Linked DNA regions of Triticum aestivum: region 2 is linked to region 1. A link is a contact called in public Hi-C data. All regions are on one chromosome and are shown on one strand. The core of a region is the stretch at or near the end of the contact, and the rest is flanking DNA. Distances in the headings are between cores, read along the strand shown. Region 1 holds the start of LOC123061961 (probable glutamate carboxypeptidase LAMP1). Region 2 holds the start of LOC123058522 (profilin-2).

What was found. Hi-C and Micro-C count contacts between places; a contact is called where the count stands out from the background.
Region 2: a Hi-C map of leaf shows a contact between it and region 1, with 4 times the contacts expected there. The contact joins the promoter of LOC123058522 here to the promoter of LOC123061961 in region 1. A contact is called at or near these places in 2 of 5 Hi-C or Micro-C datasets (both in leaf).

What each region holds. Positions count from the first base shown.
Region 1 is chr3A:518,273,370-518,278,361 of IWGSC CS RefSeq v2.1, forward strand. It overlaps LOC123061961 (probable glutamate carboxypeptidase LAMP1), which reads left to right and starts at 2,079. Exons shown (of 12, transcript XM_044485252.1): 1 at 2,079-3,213; 2 at 3,303-3,370; 3 at 4,135-4,216; 4 at 4,387-4,479; 5 at 4,582-4,734. The coding sequence starts at 2,197.
Region 2 is chr3A:518,476,976-518,481,967 of IWGSC CS RefSeq v2.1, forward strand. LOC123058522 (profilin-2) reads right to left here and starts at 2,929. Exons shown (of 3, transcript XM_044481236.1): 1 at 2,686-2,929; 2 at 2,460-2,597; 3 at 1,860-2,348. The coding sequence starts at 2,808. The coding sequence ends at 2,214.

The DNA of each region.
Region 1 (4,992 bases), core at 829-3,328:
AAAAAAGGGATCATGTGCATCGATACGCATGGTAATTAATGGCCACTCCCACGATCCTCGCAAGTGATTAACAATTCCCATGATAAGGAAAACACGATCATAGTCATCAATACATGGGCTAGTCCTGGAGGCATGACTGGGGATTCATTTGGTCCACTGAATCACATATTCCAGGATCATAGTAGTTATAGCATATAATATAAACTCTTAATTATGAACAGAGAAATATAATAATACAATATTATTGCCTCTAGGGCAAATTTCCAACACTCGACTTCTCACAAGCGTCTGGATGTATCCATGTTGAATCGTAGTCCGGAAACATTCCCGCGCAATTGAGTCGCGAAATATTCCCACGCTCGGGATCCGATGAAGATCTAGCAGGGCTTTATCAGCAGGGATTACTCTTATCTATGGGCCGACCGAGCCATGTGGCGCTATTGGCCCAATTATCAATCTGTCGTGCGAGCGTGGGTTAAGGGCCACCATTGCCGTGTCCCATGAAAAAAGGGATCATGTGCATCAACATGCATGGTAATTAATGGCGATGCTCGATCCCCGCAAGCGATTAACAATTCCCATGATAAGGAAAACAATATCATAATCATCAATACATGAGCTAGTCCTGGAGGCATGGCTGAGGATTCACTTGGTCTTTATAACTCCCCACATGTAATTGAGTTTTCCCCGGAATCTCATATTCAAGAACCAATACAATAATATCGCATAAATATAAACTGAAGTATGAACATGGAAATATAATTATACATTTATTATTTCCTTTAGGACATATTTCCAAGACCAGGGCTAAGCGAACGCAAGGAGGGCACTTGATTTGGGTGTTTATGCCCGGTCAAATTAGGGTGTCAATATTGGGTTGGGTTTAGGTGTCGATATTGGGATCGATTAAGGGTTTGATAGGGCTCTAATTGGGCATGTGCATGTTGGCATGAAAACTCTTAATCTTGTTGTACGATTTCTAATGGCAAGATCAGGAGTTTGCTTATATGGTAGTGCGGTAGTTTCAATGTTTTCCATGTCAATGGTAGTTGGCTATACGTGTTAGTGTGTTGATCTTCGTGATCAGTCCATGCTACATGTTCATTCATTGATCTTGTTCATGTCATCATTGCAGTGCTCTGTTGGGAAGCTTGTGCTCAGCAATGTTGCCGAGGGTAACTGGTCGAAGGGCAAGGAGGTGGCAGAGGTCAGTGCGTCAAAGATGCTTCAGGTCAAGGCGGCGAATTTCGGCCATTTTCATGAGGATGCAGGTCCAACGGACTTCTATAAGGTGATCTTAGCGCATGTGTTGGAATTACTGCGAATCCCCGATGGCTTCCGTAAGCACATGACCAACATTGCACCGAAAGTCGTTCTGAGGACACCGGCTGCAACTAGAGGGTCACGCTCCGGGAGGTCAACTGAAGGTTAGCCCTTGATAATGGGTGGGTGGGCTTCGCCGCAGCTCACCAACTGAAGGTGGGTTACCTCGTCACCTTCAAGGCGCACAACCTCAACCTTTTCGATGCAAGAGGTGGTGGCCAAGTGCAAGAAGCACGACGAAGCACTTGCCTTGATCCTGGATGTTTAATGTGTTTTATTTAGTCCGTATGTTGTGTCTAATATAGCTATCTGCTTAGGCCGTGTTTTTATTATGAGCAATCTTATTATTGTAGTCCCAAATGTAGTGTGAATAGTTGTTTAAATTGCTCTGTTCTGCATATAAGTGTGTGTCCTTGTAACCTCATCACTGGAACGAAAAGTTAACACACCACATATCTTGCACGTAACCACAGGTGCTTACAACTAAATTGCGTGCTAGTGGTTCTCCTATAATACAGGCTGGCATTTTATGAATAACCAAATTAAATATAAAATCCCTGACAAAAATAAATAAATATAGAATATGGTTTTCAGCATGCATTAGCTGAGCGTGACCGAACCGAGCGAAGGAGGCCAAAAATGATGCCGTGGTACGTAGTGTTGCCGCACGGCCGGCAGGTGCAGCGCTAGCATTGCCATCGCGCAATACAAGACGTCGCGATCGCCGCAAGTTAAGAAACGGCAGGCGGCCATCTCGGTGGTGTGGAAACAGAGCAAAGCAGAGCACCCATCATCACTTCAAATGCAGCTAGTCGTTACCACTGACCCCTTCCCTGCATCCGCTCTCCCTCCCAGCTACCCCCGTCTCCCGCCATGTCCCGCCCCGACGCCGCCTCCCTCCTCTCCCCCTCGCCTCCGCCGTTCAAGCCCCATCGCCGCGGCCGCTTCCTCCCCTCCATACTCGCCGCCCTCGCCGCGGCCGCCGCTCTCCTCCTCCTGGCCGTCCTCCGCTCGCCGCCGACCCCGTCCCCCAACCTCGGCTCCCTCTTCCTCTCCCTCGGCTCCAACAACACCGCCGCCTCCCACCTCCGCGCGCTCACCCTGCACCCCCACGTCGCCGGCACCAAGGCCAACTCCCTCACCGCCGCCTACGTCCTCCACGCCTTCTCCTCCCTCTCCATCCCGTCGCACATCACGCCCTACTCCGTCCTCCTCTCCTACCCCGTCCACCGCTCCCTCTCCCTCTCCGCGGGGCCCGGCCGCGCCGCCAAGCCCTTCTCCCTCACCCAGGACACCTACCCCAGCGACCCCTACGCGCGCGCCGCGGCCGAGGTGACCCCGACCTTCTTCGCCTACTCCGCCTCCGGGTCGGTGTCCGCGGAGGCCGTGTACGCCAACTACGGCCGCGAGGAGGACTTCGCCTACCTCGCCTCCCGCGGGGTCGACGTCGCGGGAAAGGTGGCGCTCGCGCGGTACGGGAGGATCCACTGCGAGGACATCGTGCACAACGCGCGCGCGGCGGGCGCCGCGGCCGCGCTGGTGTACCCCGACCCGCTGGAGTACGGCGGCCCGGCCGGGGAGGGGACGTTCCCCGACTCGCGGTGGCTGCCCCCGAGCGGCGTGCAGGTGGGGAGCCTGTTCCGGGGCGTGGGCGACCCGACGACGCCGATGTGGGCGTCGTCCGAGGGGTGCGAGCGCGTGAGCGTGGAGGACGCCATGGCCACCGACGACATGCCGGGCATCCCGGCGCTCCCGGTGTCGGCGCGGGACGCGGCGGAGATCCAGCGGGTCCTGGGCGGGGCCGAGGCGCCGGCGGGCTGGCAGGGCCGGGACGGCAGCCCCGCGTACCGGCTTGGCCCAGGGCCGGCCGTGCTGAACCTGACGTATCAAGTACGTTAAATTCGAGGCGCTTTTGTCTCGTTTGCCAGATTCTTTTTCAGGTGCGATTGTTGTACGATGCTTTTGCTTGGAATTTGCAGGGCAATGATACGATGGCGACGATTGAGAATGTCTTCGCGGTGATCGAAGGCGCAGAAGAGCCGGACAGGTAACTCATTATCTCTCATCCTGCATCATCAACCATCATCAAGTACTAGTAGTGTAACTTTTCGGTTTTAAAATGCCTCCGCTGCCTTGTCGCGGAAGCTTCTATTAGACTGCAAGTTGAAGTAAAATATGCATCGTGCCTGAGCACTTCCAAATACCGAGCACTGCTTTTGGACCATTCGTAGACCTTCAGCTTCAGGTGTAGCTAATTTCACCCCGTAAGATATATGATATTCCTGTCAAGTGCATCTTATTTTGCTTGCTTGGTGCATCCAATTCTTTTTTTGAATTGAATAACCTAGTCAAGTGGCACGATTTCCTAATTCCCATACCACTTTGGGCTCCACTTTACTGATCAGAAAGTTCTCCGGCTACGCCCTTTCTATATTTCAAAACGGTGCATCTGATCTGCTCCTATTCAGATTCAACTACTCCAGCTTCATACTATCAATCTGAATTCTCAAATGGCTATGGGGGCACTTGATTTGTGCTTTGTATATAGAAATTTGATCTGTTGCTTTCGCCGTGATAAACCTGTATTCTCGAATGGCTATGGGGTACACAAGTCCGACTTGCATTTTATTTTATTTTATTTTGCTCAAGCTAGCTTGCTTGGAAGCAAACAATTTGATCCAACTTCGTCATGGTTTGGTACAACGATATTACAGACGTGCCAATCTGCAGTTAGGAGAAGCAGTTCCAGTCTTATTTATTTACTATGAAGGATGTGACTAAGCTAACCAATTTTAACTTTTCATGACACAGATATGTTATCCTGGGAAACCATCGCGATGCCTGGACGTTCGGAGCCGCCGACCCCAACAGCGGAACAGCAGCTATGATCGAGGTGATTCTTGTGTTATAACATATGTTCTCTAAGCAATCCAGTAGGCTGTTCTTTTCTCTGAACTCTGCACCGTGGCATAATACACTAATACTGACCGCTTTTTCTGAATATCGGAATTGACTTATCAGCACAAATCTTGAACATGCTAACTTCACTTGCTGTCCATCTAGCTAGCACAAAGGTTTTCGATGCTGCAAAAGCAAGGGTGGAGACCTCGAAGGACAATCATTTTCTGTAGCTGGGATGCAGAAGAGTACGGATTGGTAAATCTCTCTCTTCGAGCACAACATTCGTTTGTTATACACACGTACACGTAGGCACCTTACAAGCAGCTGCAATGTTGATCACAATTTACGTTTATGCAGACAGGATCAACTGAATGGGTTGAAGAAAACAGGGAGATGCTTTCCTCAAGAGCTGTTGCATATCTGAATATTGATGTTTCGGTAGTCGGTCCGGTTTTACTCCCATCTACAACTCCCCAACTGGATGAGCTACTCCTTGAAACAATGAAACTGGTACGCACATTGTTCCAGAGAAAAGTACTCTCTCCGTCCCATAATATAAGAGCGTTTTTTATACTAGTTTGGTGTCAAAAAGGCTCTTATATTATGGCACAGAGGGGGTAACATATTTACATACAAAAGAGTCCTAACTGATAGTCAGTTATTTGATTTTGGTCATACAAAAGAGTAACTGTTGAGTGGTCAACACTGAACAGTGGGTGCCTCAACTTTGAACCACATGCCTGTGACAAATTTTTTTTTTTGAACAAA
Region 2 (4,992 bases), core at 1,679-4,178, 200 kb after region 1:
GCCCTTCCCCTTGTTCTTTTCGTCTGAATTAAATTGCCATACATCGATTGCATTGAAATGGAAATTGCTAGATTACCAATGGAGAATATCATGTGTTCCCTTTTGATGTTTTTTGACATGATTTTGGGAAAAAAAATATTGCCATCATGCATGCTACTCGGATGGTAAAACTTAGAATTATATGTCTCTCTACAATTGCCATGGCAACTTTACAGTAACAACATTTTTCTAGAGTTGTCCGTGTGAGCATTTTTTAAATTCTGTACCTTGCCATGCAATTACAATATATGGCACTTTTTGAACATGTTGTCCAGCAATGATATGGAATTTTTTTGAGGTCAAACATTCTTACAACATGGCAAATTTAGAATTTTCAGTTCGTCAACATGACAATTAATGAATCTTTTTGTGTCATGTGAATGTGCAATGATATTCTACAGTTGCCATCATGTGTACTACTTAGATGGCAAATCTTAGATTCTTTTTTTCTGTAACCGCCATAAATTTCTAAGATGTTTTGCACATGGCAAACATCATTGAAATTAATAATTTATTAAAACTTTTTACCATGGCAAAAGACTTTTAAAACTCTTTGTAATGTATTTAATCCAATATTTTTTTGCCATGTAACCAACACAAATTTTGCCAAGGCAAAAATTTCATTACTATTTTTCCATGACACCAATATAAATTCATTTCACCAACAAAAATTTTTCCATGGCAAAAATCTTATAATGTTTGCCTTGTTATCAATACATTTTTTCCATTTCACCAACACAATTTTTTCCATGGCAAAAATCTATAAATTTTGCCATGTCACTAAAATAATTTTTGACATGGCAAAAATCTTATAACTTTTTGCCATGCTACCCATGTATAATGTTCAACACCTCCTGATTTTTACCATGTACATAAAACCGCCAAAACACAAAACCATTGTGAAACAAAACCTTTTCTTAAACAAAATCCTTAATTACAAGTATAAACTTTTTTGCTAACTAACCATGATATATAGAACATTTTCCATCAAGGTTTGCCATGTTTTCTCGTTTAATACCATGGCAGTTTTTCCTGTGTATGTTGTTTTTGCTGTATTTGACTATTGCAAATTTATATTATATTCTATGGAAAATTCATCGAGTTTACCATGGCAAAATTTAAATTTTGCGATGACAATTTTCTCTATGTTTTTACCTTTCCTGGTTGTGTGTAAGAAAAATGCAAGTAAATTGGTGTATTAAAGATGGCAAAGTTAAGAAAATTCGATCTATTGATATGGCATTTTCAGAATTTTGTTGTACATCACCAATGTCAAACTTTGTAGAAATCTTTTTGTTCTATTCTATAAATACATTTTTGTGGTTTTTTTTTGTTTTCATAATATCTTGACAACTAAAGATTTTTTTAATCTGTCCTAGATTATTTTTGGGGAGTTTTTTTTTCAGTCTAGTGCATTTTTATGTCTTTTTGTCTATTTGTTGGGAGAGGCGGGAGCAGTTTTTGGGCCCACAACATTGCAATTCATGTTTTTTTTTACATTCTTCGAGGGAATTGCGTTTTTGGGCTGGTCCGCTGGAGGCCATCGGGCAGCATGTGGACTAAATTGTTTGATCGAACGAATCTTTTATGTGGCTCGTCCCCCCGCCGAAAATGGCTATGGCCTTTTAATAAGCCCAATAAAGAGTCTATGCGCATCAAATTTGAGTGGATTCCTCAGTGAATATCTTTTTTTTCTTGCATAACCGAAAAAATATATATTGTTTGCTTTTTTCTTCAAACGATCCTGCAGGAGCAGAATAGGAACGATGTATATGGAGTTGAAGCAGACAGCTAAAAAAAAGGCAGACCACACGATGGAATACACATAAATATTCTCGTATATTGCAAAATACCAATGGCAATCACATATATATATTGTTCCGGATCCACAACTCAAACGGGCAACCCAAATGACCAAAACGATACGTATAGGAGAGAAAAATCAAAATTATTAGCCGAAACGAACGGCTCATCATCATGAAACAAGGGGGGAAAATATCGCGGATGAATCAAGAGGGGTGGTAAGTAGTTGCCGGGACAGGGAGAGAGGATTAGAGGAGGATGCGAGAGAAATTGAACCACAATCCCATATGCGTGCGCGTGGAGATCTACTGTGTCTTTTGGCCGGTAGTATTGTTGGTGCTGCGGCGGCGTGGCGTGGTCGTCGTCGTCGTCTACATGCCCTGCTCTACCAGGTAGTCGCCCAGCCTCTCCACCACCAGGTTGCACTGCCCCGGGGTCATGGGCTCGTCGTAGATGCCGACCACCAGCGCCTGCCCGGTCTTCTTCAGGGTGATGCCTCCCGCGCCCTGCGATCACGGACGGAATGGAACGGATCCGATCCAACGGCGATTGATTTTACGTTTGGTTTGGTCGGTGAGGGCAGAGATGAGAAGGGTCCGACGTGCATGCATGGTTACCTTCTTGCCGCGGATGACGGCGCCAGGTTCACCTTGGATGACCATGTACTTGGCGTCTGCGAGTAGCAGCCCGGTCGGGGCGAGGGTCCCCGGCTCGTCGAAGTCCTTCATGATGTTGGCCATCTCCGCCGGCTTGAACTGGATCACGCATGCAAACATGTCAGAGATCGTCGGCGCATGCATGGCTCATGCAGGCGCCAAATAGCAACGAGTGGGTTCGACGTACCGACGGGAAATCGGCGCTCTGGGCCCAGACGGTGCCGTCGTGGCCGAGGATGGCGGCGGAGGCGAGGTGGTGGCCCTCGATGTCGCACATCAGGTGCTCGTCCACGTAAGTCTGCCACGACATCTTCGCCTTCCCCGGCGGCGCTCCGGCAAGGAAACGGGGTCGATCGGTCTCTCTCGCTGCTGCTGCGGCTTGTCGCGGTGGCGATCGAGGCGCACGTAACCGGCGGTGGGTGTGCAATCGCGGGGGGCGGAAGCCGGTATAAATAGGGTGGGAGAGGAGAGGAAGAGGCCGAGGGGGGAAATGTCTGGATCCCAACTGCTGCTTCGTCCCAACCACCCATCCATCCTGAGTTCGCCCTTCAACTTCGCGCCTCCTTCGGTGCGCTGCCATCAACATGAGCCCCACCCACAGCCGTACGTACGTCGCACACACCCGTGGATTCGGCCGCAATTTCGGCCTTGCCATTGGTCACTCTGTGCATTTAAAAACCGAACAGAAAAACCATACCGAAAATAAACCGAACCCAATCAATTTTATGGTTTTTATGGTTTCTGATTTCGGTATGGTATGAACTTTTCATACCAATTTGAATTTGGTTTTTATGGTATATACCGGAAAACCGAACGGTTAACCGAATAAACCGAAGTAAAAAATAAATTTATATTTCTTGAGATGAACAACCATACAAGTTGCCATTTTTCTTGTACATGAGTCAAATGCACTACTAAGCACGTACTTTTTTCTTGTAACATAGTCATTTTTCTATTTTTAAAATGCTAAGCACGTCCATAACCATCAACAGATGAATCAATGCATGCATATATACTTGTATATATAGTCATATACTATTTGTGTAGAATAGTATGTGTTTTGAGTCATAAATTTGCTAATTATTATTACATCATTTCCAAATTCGCGTCAACTTTGGTTTTTATGGTATATATACCGAAACCATACCGAAATAATTTGGTATATACCAAAACCGAACCGTATTTTAATTTCATACCATATTTACCGAAGTATTAATACCGTACAAACTGAAAAACCGTATAAATTGGACCATGTAAACCGAATAAACCGAACGCACTTAGCATCAACAGATAGTCGTCCCGAGCGCACGCACTATCGACAAAACAACATACGCGTCGCCCACCTCCCGCACCTTATCCACTCATCCCACCTGCTCGTCGTTCCACCACCAGCCGCCTGCACTTCCTCCCATGAGATGCGTCCGCCGCCCGCTCCTTCTCCAGGCCACGCATCCCTCCGCCGTCGTGCTCCTCCTCCTGGTTAAGCGGATGCCGCCCTGATCCTCCTCCCGGCGCCGCGCGCCACACCAAGCACAACCCCGGCCGCCGCCTCCTCCTCTTACCTACTCCCAGAGATGAGCGCCGCACCCAGCAAATGCTCGGCCGTCGCACCTAGTAGCAGCAGACGCCGACGGTGGCGAGATGCAGCCGCAGCTAGCCTTCAAGGCGCTGCTGCAGACGCAGCCGTTGAGGGAAGTACGTCCAGAACGCCATCAAGTTCCTCTCCTTCCTCAAAAACAAGGGCCTGACCACATATGAGATTGAAGAAGAAAAGATTTTTGAAATGTGCAGTTTTCAGAACCTATCTGTATTGCCTGTGTGATTGATGCAGGGCACTTTTTTGCTAGGTGGTGAGTGTTGCTTGAGAAGGTGGAGTGTGCTCCCACACTGAAGGAATTCGAGAAGTTCTACCGTTCGTATACTCGCTGTAAATTCTAAACTGGCTTTGTATCTGTAATAGAAGTAGAACTCGTGGTGCATTTTGAACTGTGCCCATTTTTCATTTTGTTTTATGATGCAGACTAGTGTGTGTTGCTTCGCACTAGGTAACCCAATCGAAGTGAATAATCAGCATGAGCAACTATTTTTTCTTTAGGCAAATTTTTCTATGTGATCAGGCAAGTTGTAACCAACACTTTGGCAAGTATGTGTCAGTAGGGAGGCTGCCCTTTCCTTTTGTCAACTTATAAAAGCATTGATTTGATATGTAGTATAGTTTGTTGAAGGAAACTTAATATGCGATGCTAATCAACTTGACCGTCACTGTGATGATAGGTAGTCACTATAGGAAACATTGCAACAAAGTGCTTTATGTATCACCAAAGTTGAAAGGTAGTCATGGCACCCAACTTACATGTGATACTAGACAACTTGTTAGTCATATTAGGCAACTCAAAAGAACATTGGGCTGATAGGCGACCATGATACATAACCTAACCGAAAGTTGCTTATCTTATTTCAAAAGTTGCCTTCCTGTCCACCAAAGTTGTATATC